2 separate regions of the Gossypium hirsutum genome follow, and region 2 is linked to region 1. Evidence: chromatin contacts called from public Hi-C data. All regions are on one chromosome and are shown on one strand. Each heading gives the region's core, a stretch centred on a gene start, on an enhancer-like site or on the middle of the called end of the contact. The rest is flanking DNA. Distances are from core to core; before and after follow the strand shown.

Region 1 (5,457 bases), core at 993-3,492:
TATTATCTCTCTTATTTAAGAGTTTGAATTATGAAGACATGGGTTTGTACTTAAACATGTATTATCTCTCTTATTTAAGAGTTTGAAGATTTATAGACAATTTAAGAATTGTATAAAATACATGAAAAATAAAAATAAAAATCACAATTTTTTTTAAATTTTCCTCTCCCTCTCTTTTTTTCTCTTGGGTAAACTATACCCAAGGTCACTAAACTATTAGTAAGTTTACATTTTGTTCACATAACATAAAAAAGTTACAAAATGGTCATTAAACTATTTGAAAATCCAATAATTTTTTTACATTGAGTGACCAAAACGTAAATTTATTAATAATTTAGTGACCTTAGTGTAATTTACCCTTTTTTTTCTTTTCTTTTTCTTCACTCCCTTCACTCACGTCTCTATCTTGAAACCCTAAACCCAAAAGAAAAATCAAATGACATTGTCATGGTCAAAATCTCCCATGCCCCACAACGTATATATCCAAATAACTTTTTGTATTATTTAAGCAAACAATTAGATTAGGCCATTGTTTCTATCCTCAGAAAAAAGGAAAACTGGTCATACTTGGCAAAGAAAAAGTAATGATCAAGTGACCATATTTTTATTTTTTTATACAACCCAATTAATTTTTTATTTTTTTATACACTTAAAACCCAACTAGAGACAAAGTCAATTGAGGATATGTTACTAAATTCACTAAACAAAGATTAGTCTAATTATGCAATTGATAGCAATCCAAGAATTTTATTATAACCTCAAAGCAACATTCAGCAGGAAGCTTCCTTTCTGTTTGATCTTAGACTGAAATAGTAATTATGGAAAAAATCATTGGACCATAGATTATAAACAAATTAATTCGTCATTTACTTTTTATAAAATATTCGAAACTTCCTTAAGAAAATAAAAATTCTCGTACACATTATTTTATCTCTTATTAATAGGAAGTTTGGATTATCGAGAGTTAATTAAATAGCATATGTTTGTTTTATCTCTCTTTAACTTTTAAATAGAAAAATAAGCGCATTTTAATGTACTTGAAATTACGTTCTCCTACATTGATAATAAAATACTATTATATTTGTATAATATAAAATTTCACGTATAAATTCAAAAAGTCTAGAATTTAAATATTAATATATCATCTTTAGAAATTTCTACTATTTACAAATAACTATCTATTTAGAGAAAAAAATCAAAATGCTAAACCATTTTTACACTTTAAAGTTTACAAATGAAGATTCTAAAAAACAAACCAAAGATCATGGCAAAAATAAATGACTATAACTAGAAATAGATTAATATAAAATATATATTGTAAATTTTTTTGGTGAATAATATATATTGTATTTAATGCAATATTCATTCACCAAGGTGTAGCAGCTTGATCACAAGTAGTGAGAAGCTGTTCCAAGAAATCAGGCCCTAAATCCTCAAACACCACCGCATTGTTTATCCTCACACCGCCGCTTTCTCTTTCCTTCTTGTTTCTGCTCACCATTTTCCTCCTCATCGAGTGTTTCCTCTTTAAAGCCACCACTGGCGAACCTCCGTCCTCCTGATTGCACTTCATTTCCCTCAGCGATTCCCGCACTTTTTCGACCGGGAAATTCAGGATAGCGGCGGAGCCTCTCATCGCGAAAGCGGCTTGATCGTAGGCCAGAGCTGCCGCTTCCGCGCTGTCGAATGTTCCGAGCCATACCCTTACCCCATTCCTCGTTGAATCCCTTATCTCCGCCGCGAACTTTCCCCATGGCCGCCGTCTTACCCCTCGGTAAGCCTTTTCTTTCGTCGGGCTTTCGATGTCCATCGAGGTAACCTCTTCTTCTTTCACTTGATTCGGGTATGTTAGCTCTGATGATTTTTCCTGTTTAGCCTCTGCTAATAGACCATACAAAAGCATTTCCTCTGAGTCGTTTTCGTTGAAGGGAAGCGAGTTGTGATCTAAAGGGAGAAATTCCGGTGACCCGAACGAAGATTCCGATGAGCAGTTCGAATTCGGTGAGTGAAAATGGAAAGATTCCATTGGATTTTTTTAAGGATTTATAAGACTTCCCCTGTAAATCCTCTGTTTTTCACTCTGTTTTTTTTTGTAATGAAACTATGAAAGTGGAGAGCAAAAAACACTCGAGGCTGAGGCTCCTCTTTTAAAGGGAAGGATAAAGGGGGATTTAAATGTAAATAGAAATTTTTTTGTCAAGTGGCAAAAAGATGACATGGCATATATTGTTTGCTGGTTATGTTTTTGGGTCCCACAAGGAATGTTTAATTGAACACGCGGGTCAATTCGGGAGTGACGGCCAAGTCAGAATAAGTGACGTGGACAAATGACGTCACTCCCTGTTTGGTTACAAAGCTAGGGTGGGGAATATGTCCACTTGTCATCCCACGTGGATGACAGAGACAAATCAGATTGGTAGTTGGGAACATAGACCTTTCCTAGGGACGATTTATTTATTCGAAAGCTCCACTCAATTACGGAAGATTTGAATAAAAATAATAAACTCGAAAAAAGGAAAAAAAGTTGAATAAAATAAAGGTAAGTTATGTTTAATATTATTAAGGTGGATTTGGATAAAAAGTGGGGTGTAGTGCGTTTAGCATATTTTTTATCTTATATTATAATATCGTTACAATATCTAATTTTACTGCCATCGATATGTTTACACTAATCGCGATAAAAGAATTGTCCATCTAAACCCATCCTAAGTTATTAATTGTCTATATTTTCATCACTTAATTTAAAAAGTTTAAAAAATGTCTTTAAATTATTTTAAAAATTTTCATTTAAATCATTAAATTATTCAAAAAATTATTTAAGTCATTAGGTTATTAAACCTTTTTTTTTTAAAAAGTGCTGTCAGGGGGCTCCAAGTGACAATTTGACGATTAATACAGTGGATTAACACCTATTGACAAGTAAAAGAACATATCTTAGATCTGGCAATCGTTATTGTCGAAAATTGGAGAAGAAAGCTATTTAGATTTTTATTCGTAGATTCATGACGTTAAAAGTTGTTCTATGAAAAAAATTATAGAAGAGTAGAGAAATGAGAAATTTTAATTGGTGCTAGTAGTGCAAATAAAAAAGGCCACACAACAACAATTTTAATAGCCCAATGACTTAATTCAATGACATTTTGTAACTTTTTAAAGTTGAGTGACTAAATATAAACTTATTAATAGTTTAATAACTTGAGATGTAATTTATCTATAAAAGATTAAGTCCTTTTAAAATATGATTCAAGCTCATTACCCAATACTAAAAGTTAAAATCTAGCCTTGCTTGGCTTTTACCAAAGTTACGATTTTATTTTAAATTTTATATAATTTATATATCATACGAAAATTAAATATAATATAAAATAATGTAAATATTAAAAAATATTTTAAATTTTTTATGTTTAGAGATTAAGTAAATATATACAATAGTAGTAAACGATAAATACTATATATTAAATAAAAATAATTATATTAAAATTTTAAAAATATAGATGTGTTCAAATCGATTTAAGTTAACTATTTACAGAATATAGATAAGACTTTGATAAAATTTTAGATTTATATTTTGAGTAAATTAAGAAATTATATACTATATTGATATATTTGATTGAATTCGATCCATAAACACTTCTACTTAGACAATGTGCGTATTTATATTACTCCTATCTTTATCTATTGTAATATTTGTATTTAAAATATTTTTTACACTTATGAAATTTCATTTAATAAACTTAGATTTCATTAGAAAACTCAATTAAGATTGAATCATAAAATAACATTGGAGTATAAAATGGCCGTGATTGAAATTTCAAATGAAACCTTAATCGTTTGCATAAATGAAAAAGAAAAAAAAGGGGGGAGGGGGGGAGAGATGCGATGTTGAAATTACATAGATAAGCTTTGAGGGTGCATTCTATTTATCGAATGTTCAATGAATTGGGACAAACATCCAAAGAATAGTGGCTCCATGATTTGACATAACAAATGACAATGAACACCACTCTTAATTTGGAACGAAACTTTCCTCTATAATCCATGGAAAATGGGAAACCAAAAGTGCGTCTCAGGCAAGCTAGTTAATTTTTTTGGTGAATCAAACAACACTATAAAAAATTATTTAGAGATATATCTAATCCCCTGTGGAGGGGTTTTAAAAAAATTGAGTACAATCATTATTGCTAACAGATATTTTAGTTAGATTACAGCCTCTTTATTATAATATCTGAAAACGTGTAGAATTTAACATTTTTGTAGTACTCTCTTGAAAAACTTGTATTGCTTTTTGACTGTCTGATAAGATAAATACTTTATCCAATCCCTTACAGCAATCGTCAAGCCTTCTAAAATGCCTCACAATTCAACATCTAAAACTGAACAAATGCCCACAAACTGGTTATAACCAAGAATCCATCCACTGTATCGTCATGAAGAATTCCCCCAATCATAGCAAAACCGGAACCTCTTTTACAGCTCCGTCAGAGTTTAGTTAAATCCAATTCCCGAACTTGGGCGAAACTAATACTGGAACTTGCCAATTGGAAACAATTGGAAACATTTACTTTACAGAGGTATATTGTTTAGCCCAACTTTATGAGACTTTAATCAAATCCTTAGTACTCCACGTTATTCTTTGGAAAATAAATAAGTTCTGGTTTTTCCAAATACACTAAGTTACCATACCAAAGAAATCTTGGCAATCAACCCCATCGAGTTGCAACCTAAGATAATTATGAAGATTAGCTATAATCCAATCACAAAAATCACTTGAAAAAAAGGGAATTATGTTTGACTGCGGGTACAATCCGGTTCCATGTATTGAAACACTTTTTGTTCCAATCATGCAAGCAAGTTAATTTTGTTTCCTTCTTTCGAAATAGTTAAAGATTGTGTGACTTGAATATGGTCACTTGTTGAAGAAATAAATATAGTGGCAAAGTAAGTGGATTTGTGAGGGTGAAGGGCTAACGCTGTTAACTAACTGAAAGAGATAACAGCAATATGAAGATAATAAGGAAAGGGAAAACTAAGATGATGAGTGCACTGATTCATAATCCAAGAGCCTATTTATATAGGCTTTTACATAACAGAAAAACTAAAAATAGGCACTAACAAATAGAGAAAAAATCTAAACAAAATAAATCCATAATTTTCAACCACTAAATCGTTGATGTGCATCAACCATTTGCCTAGAAATAAGGAAAATAATCTGATTTTATTAACAACCAGATTTTATTAACAATCCCTCCTTTAAATTGAAAAAATCCTTAGACTTCAGTTTACTAGTGTCATTCTTCAAACATGATCTTCCAAAGTGCTATCTCCCATGAACCTCCTCAAATTTTGGAAGGAAAACAATTTGAGAGGTTTGGTAAATATGTCAGCTAGTTAATCTTCGCTCTTGCAGTACTTGAGATCAATTATCCCATCATTGTTAAGATCTCTCAAAAAATAGTA
Region 2 (5,457 bases), core at 1,582-4,081, 120 kb before region 1:
TTTTATTTTTGAGAAAAAGGAAATGACGTTTATACAAAGAGCAGAAATGCACATTTGGCTATAGCACCTGAGAAGTGAGGTAGCAGATTAAACAAAGGGAAATTCAACTATGAGTTATAATGTTTTGTCTTAAAAGGAGTAGTAGAGGGGACGTTGGAATTACAGTGGGGCAAGCTCGCCAGACGAGATAGGTTGTTTCTTTGGGATACTCCTTTAAGATGATGGTTGAGAAAATGCGTCAGTAATAGCATATTAATGAGCAACGAGTGACAATACCCTAAATTGTTAAAATAGAATCATCCTCATTTTTGCATATATTATCCATAACACATTTAGTTAGGAGCATTGGGTCATAGCATCCTAATAATTTGGCATAAGCATGTGCATATAAAATAGAGTCTATAGGATAGGTCCCCAAGAGGGCGGTGTAGCAACGTTGGTAAAGATTGAAGATCTTACTTCCCTGAAGTTGCAGTGGAGTAGATCTTTGCAGATGGTGAATCTTATCTCTATGTAGCAGCAATGGAGCAGATTTTACCACCAAGCTTTATCTCTCTGAGGTAGCAAGAGAGTAGGTTGAAGAATGAGTCTTATCTTCTTGAGGTAGCAAGGAAGCAGACTAGGAATTAAAGATTTTATCTCCCTGAAGTTGCAGTGGAGAAAGTTGAAGTAAGTTGTAGTGGAGCAGATTGAAGATGGTGAATCTTATCTCCATGTATCAGCAATGGAGCAGATTTTACCTCCAGCCTCATCTCTCTAAGGTAGCAAGGGAGCAGGTTGAAGAATGAGTCTTCCTGAGGTAGCAAGGAAACAGGCTGAGAATTGAAAATTTTATCTCCCTGAAGTTACAGCGGAGCAGATCTTCGCAGATGGTGAATCTTATCTTCATATATCGACAATGGAGCAGATTTTACCACCAAGCCTTATCTCTCTGAGGTAGCAAGAGAGCAGGTTGAAGAATGAGTCTTATCTTCCTGAGATAGCAAGGAAGTAAACTAAGAATTGAAGATTTTATCTTCCTGAAGTTGCAGCGGAACAGATCTTCGTAGATGGTGAATCTTATCTCCATGTATCGGCAATGGAACAGATTTTACTTTTAAGCCTTATCTCTCTAAGGTAGTAACAGAGCAGGTTAAAGAATGAGTCCTATCTTCCTGAGGTAGCAAGGAAGTAGACTGAGAATTGAAAATTTTATCTCCCTAAAGTCGTCACAGAGCAGATTTTCACAGATGGTAAATCTTATTTCCATGTATTGGCAATGAAGTAGATTTTACCACCAGCCTCATCTCTCTGAGGTAGCGGGAGAGCAGGTCTTATCTTTTTGAGGTAGCAAGGAAGCAGACTGAGAATTGAAGATTTTATCTCCCTGAGTTTGTAGCGGAGCAGATCTTCGCAGATGGTTGAAGAATTTATCTTATCTTCCTGAAGTAGCAAGGAAGTAGACTGAGAATTAAAGATCTTATCTCCCTGAGATTGCAGCGGAGCAGATCTTCGCAAATGGTGAATTTTATTTCCATGTATCAGGCAATGAAGCAGATTTTACCACCAGCCTCATCTCTCTGAGGTAGCATGAGAGCAGGTTGAAGAATGAATCTTATCTCCCTGAAGTGGCAGTGGAGCAGATTGAAAATGGTGAATTTTATCTCCATGTATCGGCAATGTAGCATCGACAATGTAGCAGATTTAACCTATCAACCTCATCTTCCTAAAGGTGTTTGGAAAAGAGAAGCACCAAAAAGCTAAAAAGCCAAAATTGAACAAGACCAAGCAAAATCGGTTCTTTTGAAGTCTTTGCTCTATTCCCGTTACACGTCAATGAGCAAAGAGGGGCAGCTGTAGTCAACCAATTTTGCCCGGGCCCATTTAATTTATTTAAATAAACCCAAATAAATTGAAATATCTATGATCATGTCCAAATTTTACATCATCAGGCCCAAAATAATAAAAAGTAGCCCAAATACATTATTTAACCCAATTAAAGCCCAATCCTAATAAACCTAAAGTCTAGCCCAAATCCGAAAGAGCCCAGCAGAAAAGGGAATTTCAGCAGCAGCCCCTGGAATATACTAGAAGTGCACCAGAGAGACGATTTCTCACGCACAGCTTTCACGAGGGGCTTTCTCCGTACAGTCGTTGCACCATACCTGCAAAAGAATATACGAGGAGCAGCAACAGAATGTACAGCCAAATGACAGAGGGAAAATGTATTTTTATTTTTCATTTATTCTGTAAATTTGGGCTATAAAAAGCCATTATTTGTACCTTGATTCTGTAGGTACACAATATCTGTATACACGCACAAAGAATAGAGGAAAGCAATTTAAGATTGATAGAGGTGATTTCCTATTTTTCTTTTTTCTTTTCCAGTTTTTTTTCCTTTTATTTTCTTCTTGGTTTGCTCATATTTTTTTTACATAACTGGAGACCGATGAGAGCCCCAAATATTTCTGCTATGCGGATGTGAGGGCGAGAGGTCAAGCAATACCGAAACTCTTCGTATTTTATGAATCTCTTTTTGTTTTTTTTTTTTAAATAGTATGAGACTTGAGTTTCTTTTCAAATAAAGTAAAATAAAATAAAATACTTACCAAACTCCTCAATGGGTGGTCGAGTACCTACAGCAGCAGAATCGGGAATGGTTTCGCGCGCCGCTGGACACCAAATCTGATGGTGATTCGGCCGCATGCAGAAGGAACCGTAGCAAAAATTGCGTTCTGATTTCAAATTAAAAAGATGGGTGTTGTTCTGGAAAAAAAAGGTGCAAATGAAGGCCTAAGGGCACACTTTCAATGCGGCGCCGTTCCAAGGGAATTAAGACCCGCGCGCTGACCCGCTTAATTAGCAGGATCCGCACACCCATTCACAAAATGGGGAAATTGCGCATCAAATCCTTCATGTCGCGCTGGGCTTTCAATTTGCGCTTAATTTGTTTACTTTGTTTTTTTGAATTTGGCCATATAATTGTGCGTCTTTTCACTCTGATCTGTGTTTTAGTGTAGCGTTGTGGGGCGGGGTATTTACAATTTTGGTTCCTACATGTTTGTGCGCATGGCACATTGATCTTATTCTTATTTTATTTCATTTGTAAATTGTTTCTCCTATTTCAATTTTGTTTCAATTAAGTCTTATTTTTTTTTTATTTTATTGCACATACATTTTTTTTACATGCTTAATCATTGGTTGTGATATTTTGGGTCGTTTTGATAGCTGAATTTTGTAATTTTTTTTTGTTTTTGTCCTATTATTTTAATAATTGGTATATTATTTGAAGTAAAATTCATTTTGGTTTGTGTATGCTATTAATTCTATGTTTTTTTTTACATATCTTAATGTTTATATTCTTTTGAGAATTTATTATTTAAGTTGTTATTTAACGTATATTTAATACTTACATGCATCATAGAAGTCATATTGTTTTTATTCATGTAATTTTTAATAGGTTTGAATATAATTATGTTCCTAAAATTTATTACATATAATTTATGATAAAATCAAATCAATCTTATAATTCATTTTTTTATTCAATATTATTTTGAACATACAATTATCTTTAAAATTTCTTCATATGTTCATTACCCATATTAAATTATTATTTTTATAGTACGTGTTATTAATTTTGTATAAGTTATGTAAATATTTTCTATGTATATATCCTTTTTTCTAAAATTATTTATGTGTGTAATATTTTTATTATCGTGTATATTATTATTATTATTATTATTATTATTATTATTATTGTAATAATTATTCGCTATCCATGCTTAAAGAATCTTTGATTACATTATACCTAGAATGATTGTTAGATGTATTAAGCGAGGTTTATTGTGCTTTTTGTATATTATTTCATATTCATTAACTTTTTTTTTACAATGCATTAAGTATTTCATCTATTTTAAAATAAATAAACATGTTTTTTAAGCAAATTTTTAAATTTCTGTTATTCAAAAATTCTGAAATAAGGCAATATCTAATATTTGGGGAATTCGGAAAATCGTGCTCAATCGTATTGGGTATGACTTTTCCGGTGAACCAAATATTTGGATAACCTTTTATAATTTTAATGTATGAGTTTTTTTCAAAATTCAAAAATCGATCACATCTGAAAGGTATAAGGGATCGTATCCAATCGTACTGGGTATGAAACTACATATATTTGAAACGAGAGATTTTTAACCGCTAATTTGAGCTATTCAAACATTTTTTTGGAAAATCTTTTCTTTTAAAAACTTTTGATATAAGGACAGCATCAAATCAATTTGGTACCAGTTTTTGGGCGTAATGAGGGTGCTAACCCTTCCTCATGCGTAACCAACTCCCGAACCCATTTTTCTTTATTTTACCTAAACCAAATTTATTTATTTTTCATTGAATAAAGCGTTTTAGTAGGTGGCCCAATCGCACCTAAATAAAGAGATTGGTGGTGACTCCACATTTTCGTTTCAAAAAGTCGATCCCCATTGCTTTCAAAATAAAAAGGGTTTCGACAGCTTGGCAACTCCACTGGGGACTGAACAAAGAGAGTCAGGCCATAAAATTGATTGTTTGCTATCCTTTTAATTGAAAATTTGTTTTGAAAAATTATGATTCTTTTAATTGCATTTGCTTGTGTGATGGTTGTGTTTCGAGTCTTGTCTAATAAATATGGCATTACAGTGCATGACTGTTGTGGTTATACATATTAAGTGGGAGTAAGAAACTATGATTTCGTGAGGTTTTCACCTTCGTATGGGCTAGTGGATTACTTTCGGGATACATCTGTACCTATGATTCCATGAGATTTTCATCTCCGCATGGGAAAATGTATTCCCCTGAACCGAACTCAATCTATATGAGCCTATAATGGGTGAGGATTGAGGAATCTGCTGGTTCGGGTACCTTTTACTCTAGAATCGAGCTTCATATAGTGAACCTTAAGAACTATCCTTAGGTAGAGCCACGTCAAACCTTAGTCATTACCCATTTGTGTGTTATGATTATCTTTATTGTTATACTTGTATTTTATTGCGCATATTTGATACTAACTTGTGCTTTGGTTGTGTTTTGCATGACATTGCATACTAAAGGAGGTGTTGGTTCGTATTCGATTGCTAAGTTAGAAAGTTTAACATGGAGAATGAATTTCTTAGTAAAGTTGAGGATAATGAGGCCGTCCGTGCATGGTCAGAGAAGTTGCAAACCAAGAAAGGGGATAGCCTGATAGAAGGATATACATTAGAGTTGCAGAACTTTACCCGCATCAATGTAACACAGCATGAGCTGCAGGAGTTGAAGGATATATGGACTCGTTAGGATGAGGGCACTAAACAGTTATTCTACCAGAGTTATGGTGATATACCGTACTTGCTCGATGTTAAGGTGGACAAGCGTTTGTTCCGAGGTATGGCTAAATTTTGGAATGTTGCTTATAATTGTTTCACATTTGGAGAAGTAGATTTGGTTCCTACCTTAGAAGAATAC

The links. A called contact is a pair of places that touch in the nucleus more often than the background predicts.
Region 2: a Hi-C map of leaf shows a contact between it and region 1, with 2.3 times the contacts expected there. The contact joins the enhancer-like site here to the promoter of LOC107942596 in region 1. A contact is called at or near these places in 5 of 34 Hi-C or Micro-C datasets (callus and leaf).

The regions. Positions count from the first base shown.
Region 1 is chrA02:4,993,279-4,998,735 of Gossypium_hirsutum_v2.1, reverse strand. It overlaps LOC107942596 (ethylene-response factor C3), which reads right to left and starts at 2,242. Exons shown (of 1, transcript XM_016876293.2): 1 at 1,121-2,242. The coding sequence starts at 2,026. The coding sequence ends at 1,367.
Region 2 is chrA02:5,115,350-5,120,806 of Gossypium_hirsutum_v2.1, reverse strand. No RefSeq gene overlaps it. Among protein-coding and RNA genes, the nearest start is that of LOC107940538, 14 kb to the right of the region's middle. Within about 2 kb of position 2,831, at least 1 of the 9 cell types and tissues checked has an H3K27ac peak or open chromatin away from gene starts, as enhancers often do. A contact at or near this core is called in leaf, where this site is marked.